2 separate regions of the Gossypium hirsutum genome follow, and region 2 is linked to region 1. The links are chromatin contacts, called in public Hi-C maps. All regions are on one chromosome and are shown on one strand. Each heading gives the region's core, a stretch centred on a gene start, on an enhancer-like site or on the middle of the called end of the contact. The rest is flanking DNA. Distances are from core to core; before and after follow the strand shown. Region 1 holds the start of LOC107901877 (F-box protein At5g46170). Region 2 holds the start of LOC107901871.

The links. A called contact is a pair of places that touch in the nucleus more often than the background predicts.
Region 2: a Hi-C map of leaf shows a contact between it and region 1, with 1.9 times the contacts expected there. The contact joins the promoter of LOC107901871 here to the promoter of LOC107901877 in region 1. A contact is called at or near these places in 2 of 34 Hi-C or Micro-C datasets (anther and leaf).

The regions. Positions count from the first base shown.
Region 1 is chrD06:52,434,916-52,439,207 of Gossypium_hirsutum_v2.1, forward strand. It overlaps LOC107901877 (F-box protein At5g46170), which reads left to right and starts at 1,593. Exons shown (of 2, transcript XM_041095486.1): 1 at 1,593-3,107; 2 at 3,453-4,204. The coding sequence starts at 1,917. The coding sequence ends at 3,095.
Region 2 is chrD06:52,700,015-52,704,765 of Gossypium_hirsutum_v2.1, forward strand. It overlaps LOC107901871, which reads left to right and starts at 1,683. Exons shown (of 9, transcript XR_005914603.1): 1 at 1,683-2,045; 2 at 2,991-3,240; 3 at 3,440-3,563; 4 at 4,230-4,573; 5 at 4,652-4,751. LOC107901872 (CBL-interacting serine/threonine-protein kinase 23) reads left to right here. Exons shown (of 14, transcript XM_041095499.1): 11 at 193-249; 12 at 378-452; 13 at 655-733; 14 at 1,300-1,600. The coding sequence ends at 1,364.

The DNA.
Region 1 (4,292 bases), core at 343-2,842:
ATATCGGTAGTTTTTGATGTCTTGATCAAGGTTATAATGACATGTATAGGTGAACTTGTGTTTGATGAACTAGTTGTTATGTTTGGCTTGTAAATATGGTAATATGGTTGGTGTTTTTATTTTCAAATTGATTCATGGTTTAAATGGCCAAAGTGGTATGTGTTGGCATGGTTGAAATGTGGTCAATTAGGTTATGTGTTGATATGGAATTTAGTTAAGGTTGTTTGGATGAGACATGATCATTTTGATGCAAACATAAATATGAATGTTTGGTTGTGTTTGAGGTGCCTAAATGACATATTGGTTAAATGGACTTATGGTATATTGAAATGGTCTTATTATGCATATTTTGGCATGTTTTGATGCCTTGATCATAAATTCACTTGGCTTGTAGGTACTTGTTGAAATTGGGTGAAAGAAAAGGCTTGATTTTGGCCTATTTCTTGTCCACACGGCCTAAGACACGGGCATGTGTCTCAGTCGTGTATGACACACGACTAGGTGACACGATCGTGTGTCCCCTGTAGGTTGTTAATGGTTGCTTTTTGAAAGTTACACGGCCTAGTACACGACCTAACATATGAGCGTGTGAGGATATTCTGAGAGATACACGGCCTGACACACGGGCGTGTAGCTTGGCCGTGTGACCCAAGTCAGAGAGTTACACGAGCACAAACACGGGTTGGAATACGGCCGTGTGTCCCTATTTCGACTATTACTCGGCCTGAGACATGGGTGTGTGTCTCAGCCGTGTGAGTCACATGGCTTGGCCACACGGCCGTGTAACCCCTATAGTTCAAATTTTTTGGCTTTTTTCTAAACCCTCTAATTGTTTTCGATTTAGTCCCGAATCATTTCTAAAGTGAATCTAAGGCCTCAAGGGCTCGAATAAAGGACGATATGCATGTATTTGATTGAATTATGATATGATTTATCTAATGTTTGGAAATGAATGTTTTATGTTAGGATTGTACAGTAATGCTCCGTAACCCTATTTCGGCTACAGATATGGGTTAGGGGTGTTACAACCACCATATAGTAAAAATTATATTAAAATCTTGGGAAGATTTAGAATGTTAAAAGCATATAAAAAAATTCGAAAAATTGTTCAATATGTTTGCATAAATATTTATATAAATTGAAATGATTTGAACATATATGGTAAATTCAACTCAATGGATAATAGTTGAAGGAAGATTATAAAATGATCAAAAATACCCATATGCATTTTTATAAAAGGACCATGATCAAAGTTTGCTTATTATTGTTAAAACTCCTAAAAAGATCAAAATATATTTTTTCAAAGTTTTTCCTCACTCATAACATTATTCTTTTTCCCTTCGCTAAGAATTTTTTTCCACAAGGTTTTTATCTTAATAAAATTTTATCGAGATATATTATCTACCAATAAACATTCAAGAGGGAATATTATGAAATTTTAGGACTCTAATGTCCATTAGAAATAAAATTTTATATCTTCTATACTTTTTATGTTTATAATATAGATTTTGGGGAAGTTTTACAACATCCTATTGATTTCTTTTGTTGTCTTTATTATTTATTTGATAAAAAAATTAATAAAAATTTGATGATGAATTAGTGTTATTGGTTTCAATTGCTTCCGCGCAATCGAAACAACGATGGTATGGAGGCTAAAATGGATAAAGTTAACGTTGTGAGTATTCTTTTTTCCGGTCCCGTTCACACCTTTCTTCTCTTTCTGTAACGCGAACCCTCTCTCTCTCTCTCTGTGAAAAAGACAAAAACCTTGGAAGTATCTCATCCTTCCATTTCCATCCTACTCCGCCCTATCTCCCTTCCCTTCCCTTAAAAACGATAGGTTTACCCTCAGCCCATCCCCAGATCTAACCCCTTTTCTTCTCCCAACCAGATAATCCCATTTAGAGAAACGAAAAATGTGTCCGGTTCGTTCAGATCCCATCCACAGATTCCACTCCCTGCCACTCGATCACTTCGACCGTCTTCCCGACTCTCTCCTTCTTTTAATCTTCAACAAGATCGGCGACGTTAAAGCTCTCGGCCGATGCTGCCTTGTCTCCCGTCGTTTCCATTCCCTCGTCCCTCAAGTTGATAACGTTCTCGTTCGTGTCGATTGTGTCATCTCCGACGACGATTCTTCCCCCTCTTCCTCATCCTCCGACAAGTCACGTCCCGCCGGTCCCTTCTCCAACTTCTTGCGTCTCGTCTTCGGAGGCATTGTTAAACCCCTTCAAGCTTTGGGTCAATTCCTCGGCCCTAAACGCTCCCTTCTCAATGAAACGGTTAACGCCCCTTCCTCTTCCTCATCCGTCGGTCGCGGCGCTGATGATGATGATGCCGAAATGGGCCAAGCTGGTGTCACCCACCATTCCCCTACTCAAGTGCTTAGAAATTTCAGCGAGATTCGTTTCCTCCGAATCGAATTACCCAGCGGCGAGTTAGGAATTGACGATGGAGTTCTGTTGAAATGGAGAGCAGATTTCGGATCAACCCTTGATAACTGCATCATCCTTGGAGCTGCCTCCGTTATTAATGACGTGCATTCGCAAGTATCGGAGTATGGCAACGATGGGTTTTGCAGCAACAATAGCATTACCGGCAACGGTGATGATAATGGGAGTATTCCAGAGTCGTTTTATACCAATGGAGGCTTGAAATTAAGGGTTGTTTGGACGATTAGTTCGTTAATCGCAGCATCAGCAAGGCATTACTTACTTCAACCGATAATTGCTGAGCATAGGACGCTGGATACCTTGGTTTTAACCGATGCGGATGGACAAGGGGTGCTTCGTATGAACAGGGATCAGCTTGAGGAGTTGAGAGTCAAGCCATTATCGGCTTCTTCAGCTTCCAAAAGGACGCAGGTGCCGGCATTGAATATGAGGCTTTGGTATGCCCCTCATTTGGAATTGCCAAACGGGGTTGTATTAAAAGGTGCTACTTTAGTTGCAATTAGGCCCAGTGAGCAATCTGCTTCTAGAAAAGAGGTCTCCGATGCTTCTTGGTTATCAACTGCTTTCGAAGAGCCTTATGGGACTGCTGCGAAGATGCTGATTAAGAGAAGGACGTATTGTTTGGAGATGAACTCCTTTTGATACCCTGCAACGGTAAAACTCTCATATGCTTGAAATACTTGTCTATGCTGATTAATTTGTTACATGACTTTATGTTCACCATTAGTCCTTTAGATATATGGTTTTAAAATATAAATATGCTGTTGAATCTTGATGTCTTCTGGTTCTATTATGATCGTTTTGATTTGTATAATTCATTGTGAATTAGAGGGGAGAGCAAACATGATTATGCTAGGAAGCATCTCGGAATGCATGCGCTGCCTGAAATCTAACTAGCATACCTTAGCATCTTCATTCCTTTTTTGAGTTTTGGATCTGCATTCATATGGTTTATCTATTCATCTATTCTGAATTCAAAGTTCATTTTGCATTGATCAGGGAGAGCAGTCAAGCACAATGGTCAAGGGGAAGAAGATAGCATGCTTTTTGAAAGCTGATGACCAAACAACAATTTTGTTACATGTTGCAGCTTAATCTCGGTGCTGTGTCCCATGGAAGCAAAACCTTGCTTGGGACCACCTGTGAAAGCAATCCATGAATGTTGATAATGCACTGCAAGCGTTTCGGCTTTTGTGCTTCAACTGATAGCCTAATGCACTTGCTGCTTGTTTTTATTTCCGGCATATGCTTGTACGAGAGCACACCTGTGATCAGATTGATGTTGTAAGAGCTTTGAATTTGTAGCCTTTTTAACTCTGATCCCTCTTTTATGTGTATATTGTAGGTATGAAGATGTGATGCTTTATGTTATATGCTTATGAAGTTCATAAAGAAATGTAGTTTGCAACTTAGCTTTTAGCTTTCGTTGGATAAACTTATTGTAATTTTTTCAAAGTTAATGGATACTTTATGGTCACAATCTTGGCAAATTCAGTTTAAGCAGATGCTGCAGACGCCTGGTAGAGGTTGGAACGTGGATGTTGCTGCGGCTGTTATTCCATTACATTAGTTGTGATACAAATCCAGGTGATGATAAATCGATATGTGCCACTTTGAAAAACTTAGGTGGTGAAAGGGATCTTGGTGTGGTATTAGTCAAACTGGATTTTTGAGTCTTGTATATTGTTTAGCTCATTATGTGTTTAAAAGTGAATTCAATTTGCAATATATAAAATGTGCATTTTGATCGAGTTCTGGTTCATTGATTCATGTTCCAGTGAAGCCTGTCCTGCCCAATGTGATTAAAGATTGATTATTATATGCGGTGAATAAATTGTC
Region 2 (4,751 bases), core at 433-2,932, 270 kb after region 1:
AACATGATTCCATTTTTGTTTGTGTTTGTCACCAACTCCATTTGGTAATTGTCTTGGTATCAAGCTCTTTCGAATAGAACTGGAGTGTTGCATAGAGAGACTCGGATGTATCTAAATTGAGATGATGTGTAGTCAGTTTAGAACTTTGACTAGAAAATCAGTTTAATTTCCCTGTTTTTTTACCCATCTCAGATGAAGCTTCTAGGAGAAAAAACTGGACGCAAGGGTCATTTGGCTGTTACAACAGAGGTACCTCTGTTTCAGTCATAATTTTTTTTGCATAATTTCAGTTTCACCTTGTCTGAAATTGATTGAACATGATTATTAATGATCCTATCTATAACATGTCCCCTGACACTGCCTCTTTTCTTTTTCAGATTTTTCAGGTGGCTCCTTCCCTTTTCATGGTTGAACTTCGAAAGTCTGAAGGGGATACCCTGGAATTTCACAAGGTATTACCCTAATGTCAGTGCTGTATCATTAATGCGGTGGGCACTTTTGTTTAATAATTTGCTGATAACCATGGTCATGTAAAGCCATGCAAAGCATGTCAATTTGATGTTTCCCGATTCTAAGTACACCTGGTAGTGGTACATATATTTTCCTCTTTGGTTTGATATTACCTTGAAATAACACTGTTTCCTAAATTTACAGTTCTATAATAATCTCTCTACTGGGCTAAAAGATATTGTTTGGACAACTACAGACAGAGGAAAAGTGGAAGAAAAGGATGGTTAGTATATCGTTCCATCTAGCAGTGCGTGCATCTCTTCTGAATTGTCAATCACGTATCCTCCTATGATTTTTATTTATTTATTTATTGGAAGGAGAATCTAGATTCAACGTATTTTTGCTGGACTAAGACATAGAGATGTTAATCCCATGAGCTAAGTGGAATCTTATCCCTTCTTTAGGGGAAATATAGGTTGCCCTCTGATAGCTTCAGGCTTGAATCTTTTGCAAAATTATTTCAAGTGTGTACATTATGAATTTAACGTGGATGGCTTGGAGTATGTCAGCAATTAGCAGTTGAGAAAATTTAATTTCTGTTGGAATGATGCAACAATCAAAATAAGTTGTATTAAATCTACCTTCCATCATATTGCATGCCTGGGTATTGGATTTTATCTTTATCTATACAAATTTACTTTGAATTAAGGTTTGAGATAATATGTTACTTGGACTCGAGCAAGAGTGTTGTTGATATTGTATGTGTTTGAACATGAGTATGCTTAATTTTTTAAAATTTTGGACTCTCCTTGGTTTTGGGTTTTTATTTGAGTCCTTCAGTTATTGCAGGGTGTGCTGCTGGGTCTTCTCCACCCAATGACGGGCATTCCCAGTCGCAATGCGCTATCCGTTGATTTCTGTTGGGCGAATTGTCAGTCACCGGCGGCTACTAAAAAAAACAAATATTTATCTTGTTCTTCGATAGACGTTGCTAGAAACTTCAGCTTGTGTAAAAGAAGGCACTTTATATACGCATACCAGCTATATATTTGCTTCTGTATAATATGCCTTAAATGTGATGTTCCTATCAATTGAATTTGTGAATAAATAAAATGGGGAAAAGAAAAGCAAAGGAAAATCTGTTGTTTCACTTTATTTCTTTCTTTAATTCTTTTTCCCAATTATCTTTCTATATTTATCACATGACAACTATTTTTACAGAGTTTTGACCCAAAATCTGATCGTAGCATAAAAACGTGTAAGCCTTTGAAGAAGATTGAAGTGTCGTTGATATCCTCCTAATTTTTGCTTATAAAATAAAATGAAGGCCTAAACAAGTAAAAGCGAGGTTAGGGATTGAAGCCCATACGCTCGCGTTACGCGCGTCTGGCAACTATATACACGATATAAAAGGCAGCTGACAATGTCAATTATTCGGGTTTCGAGTTCGACTCACTTGGTCTCTGCTTTCGAAATCAAATTATTGCTGTAACATATACTTTTTCTTAGGCCAAAAGGAAGAGGAGGGAAGGGTCTGCAATGAGAGAAGAGGTTATTAGCTCTGGTGGCACCATAGATCCCACACCTGCTGCGAGGTACCAATTCTCACCTCTCTTTCTCCCTCCCCCATTGTCATCTCAATTCTCAAATTAGGGTTTTCTTTCGCAATCCTTCATTTTTCAGGTGAAAGTAGGGGTTTGTTTTCTGTTTTTCTGTGTGATTTTTAGGGCTAAGGTTAGGTTTCTATTGGGTGTGTTTGGCTGCCGGGAAAAGCGACGCGAGAAGAAGACTGAGGAATTAATTGTTCTGGAGAGTGGAAAATTATTGAGATTTAGTTAAAGCAACGTTTTTGGTTGCCGAGAAAGTGAGGAACAAGTAATGAGAGGATGGGTTCGGCTAAAGATATCCTAATTTTGAGCTTAGGCGCATTTTCTCTCGAACATGAAAATGGAAAAAGAAAATTGAAAAGAACTGATTAAAGTCAGTTTTTGGTTTTGACGGTTCACTGGGTTATTTATAATTTTTGTGCTCAATTTCATCCCTTCTATCTTGTTTTTCAATTTTTCTCTCAAGCTCAACTAAATGTATTTTGAAGCTGTAATTTTGAAATAGCTATTAAGGACCTGAGATAAATGAGGGTATTTTTACTGTTGCAAAAATTGTTGCTCTAGTTTCAAGTTATGTAAAGGAAGAGCAGAGTAGAAAAGCCTTGATGATCTAGAAATGATACCGTTTATCATTTCTATGCTTGTTTTGCTACGTGCTAAGTCCTTAATTACCTTGTTATGTGGCTACTTACCTTTAAGGGTGGGGCCAATAGAGGATGGAAACTGGCTCAACGTCCACTAGGAATATGCCATTAACTATCAGGATAGTCGTTTCCTGTTAAAGAAACTGACTTATACGAGGGATTTGTTAATATACAGTATGAGGAGGTATGGATATGCCTGTTCCATTCATTTTATATGAAACAGTTATATATATGATGTTCCATTAGGAGTTCAAAAAATATATATATTTATGCTACTTCTCCTTATCAGTTCTGCTGGTGCATCCTCCCCTGCTGTTCCAACAAATGTCGGCAGTGTTGATTGGTCTGGTCATGGCCAAAATTCCAAAGCAGCTTCTAAATCTTGTGTCGGATCCCAAGCCCAATGGATTTCACTCTATTCTACTGCTGGTGGGTCTGCTCTTGGATCATCAAGAACTTCATGTCGACCATGGGAAAGAGGAGATCTTCTCAGGCGATTGGCTACATTTAAGCCTGTGAATTGGTTTGGGAAACCTAAGGTATGCTTTTGATCTGGGATCTCCTTGTGTACATTTACTAGTGGATACACTTTCAAATACAAAGTTTCAAGTTTTTGCTTAGAACTAATGTGATTTCATCTGTGTTGAGTTTAATACTTACGAGATTCAGTATTCTTTTAGTTATAGAGTCTGATTAATATGATCTTAAGGCATACTGCTCCTTTCAAGTGAATTGTAGGTTGCAAGCTCATTGTCTTGTGCTCGGAGAGGATGGATAAACATAGATGTTGATAAAATTGCATGTGAAACATGTGGGGCATGCCTGAATTTTGCTTCCTCCCCATCCTGGGCTACTTCTGAAGGTTAGCTGCTGTAATTCCATTATTTGCTTTTTGCTAGTTCAGCTCCCTAGGAAAATATAATCATTGTAGTGTGATCATCACAAAAACTCAAGCATTTCAAGGTATTTGATGCTTTGAGATATGCTTAATGATATATAGAAAATAGACGAGCAACACTGTGATAAATGGACTGATAAATAGAACTTAGTTTCTGGACAGTTATGATTTTCTGTATCCTTTAAACGAATTGTGCTATTAGGAACTATAATTCATTGCCTTATGACAATAAATTGACATTGTTGTAGCTAAGAAACATAAGTTACAGGAAACATTAATGTTTATTTGTTTGTATATTTTTTCTAAGTGATTGCTTCTAAATGCTTGCTTCTGCTCTCATTCACTTTCTTTAGATCAGCAACGTGAATGATGAATTGAGCCATTTATGCTTGTTTTAGTCTTACTTGATGTTAAATTAGGTTTTACTTATTATTATGGTAGGTTGATTGCTTAACAATTGTTCTGGTTTCTGTATCATAGAAATAGAACTGAGCATTTTGGGTGGTTTGCTGTCATGAAATTAATATTGTGGATGATGAAATTGATACACACTGCTTTGATCTCTCCTCTTTGCCTTCTCTCAATTGCTATTGATATTTATCTTTTTCTGGGGGGTTTTCATTTCTGAAGCTGAGGATGCTGGTCAGGCCTTTTCCAAGCAGCTGGATGTTGGGCACAAGGTTGCTTGTCCTTGGAGAGGAAACAGCTGTCCAGAAAGCTTGGTTCAATTCCCTCCAACACCTCAGTCTGCTCTAATTGCAGGATACAAGGATAGGTGTGATGGACTTATGCAGTTCCAGTCTCTTCCTGTAGTAGCAGCATCTGCAGTGGAGCATATGCGTGTCTCTCGAGGTCCACAACTCGATCGCCTTCTATATCAGTTGCAGAATCATATGGCAGAGTTTGAGTCCAGATCAGAGAGTATACTGGAAGCTGATAGTGCTCGAGATGGTGCATTTTGTCTGTACTCTCGTGTAAGATATTCTAATGATGTTCTATCTGCTGGTAATTGGTAATGTTTCAATGTTCTTATGTGCTTTACCTTTTTGCAGTCACAGAAGCTCATTAGCTTGTGTGGATGGGAACCAAGATGGCTTCTAAATGTTCAAGACTGTGAAGAGCATTCGGCTCAATCAGCTAGAAATGGATGTT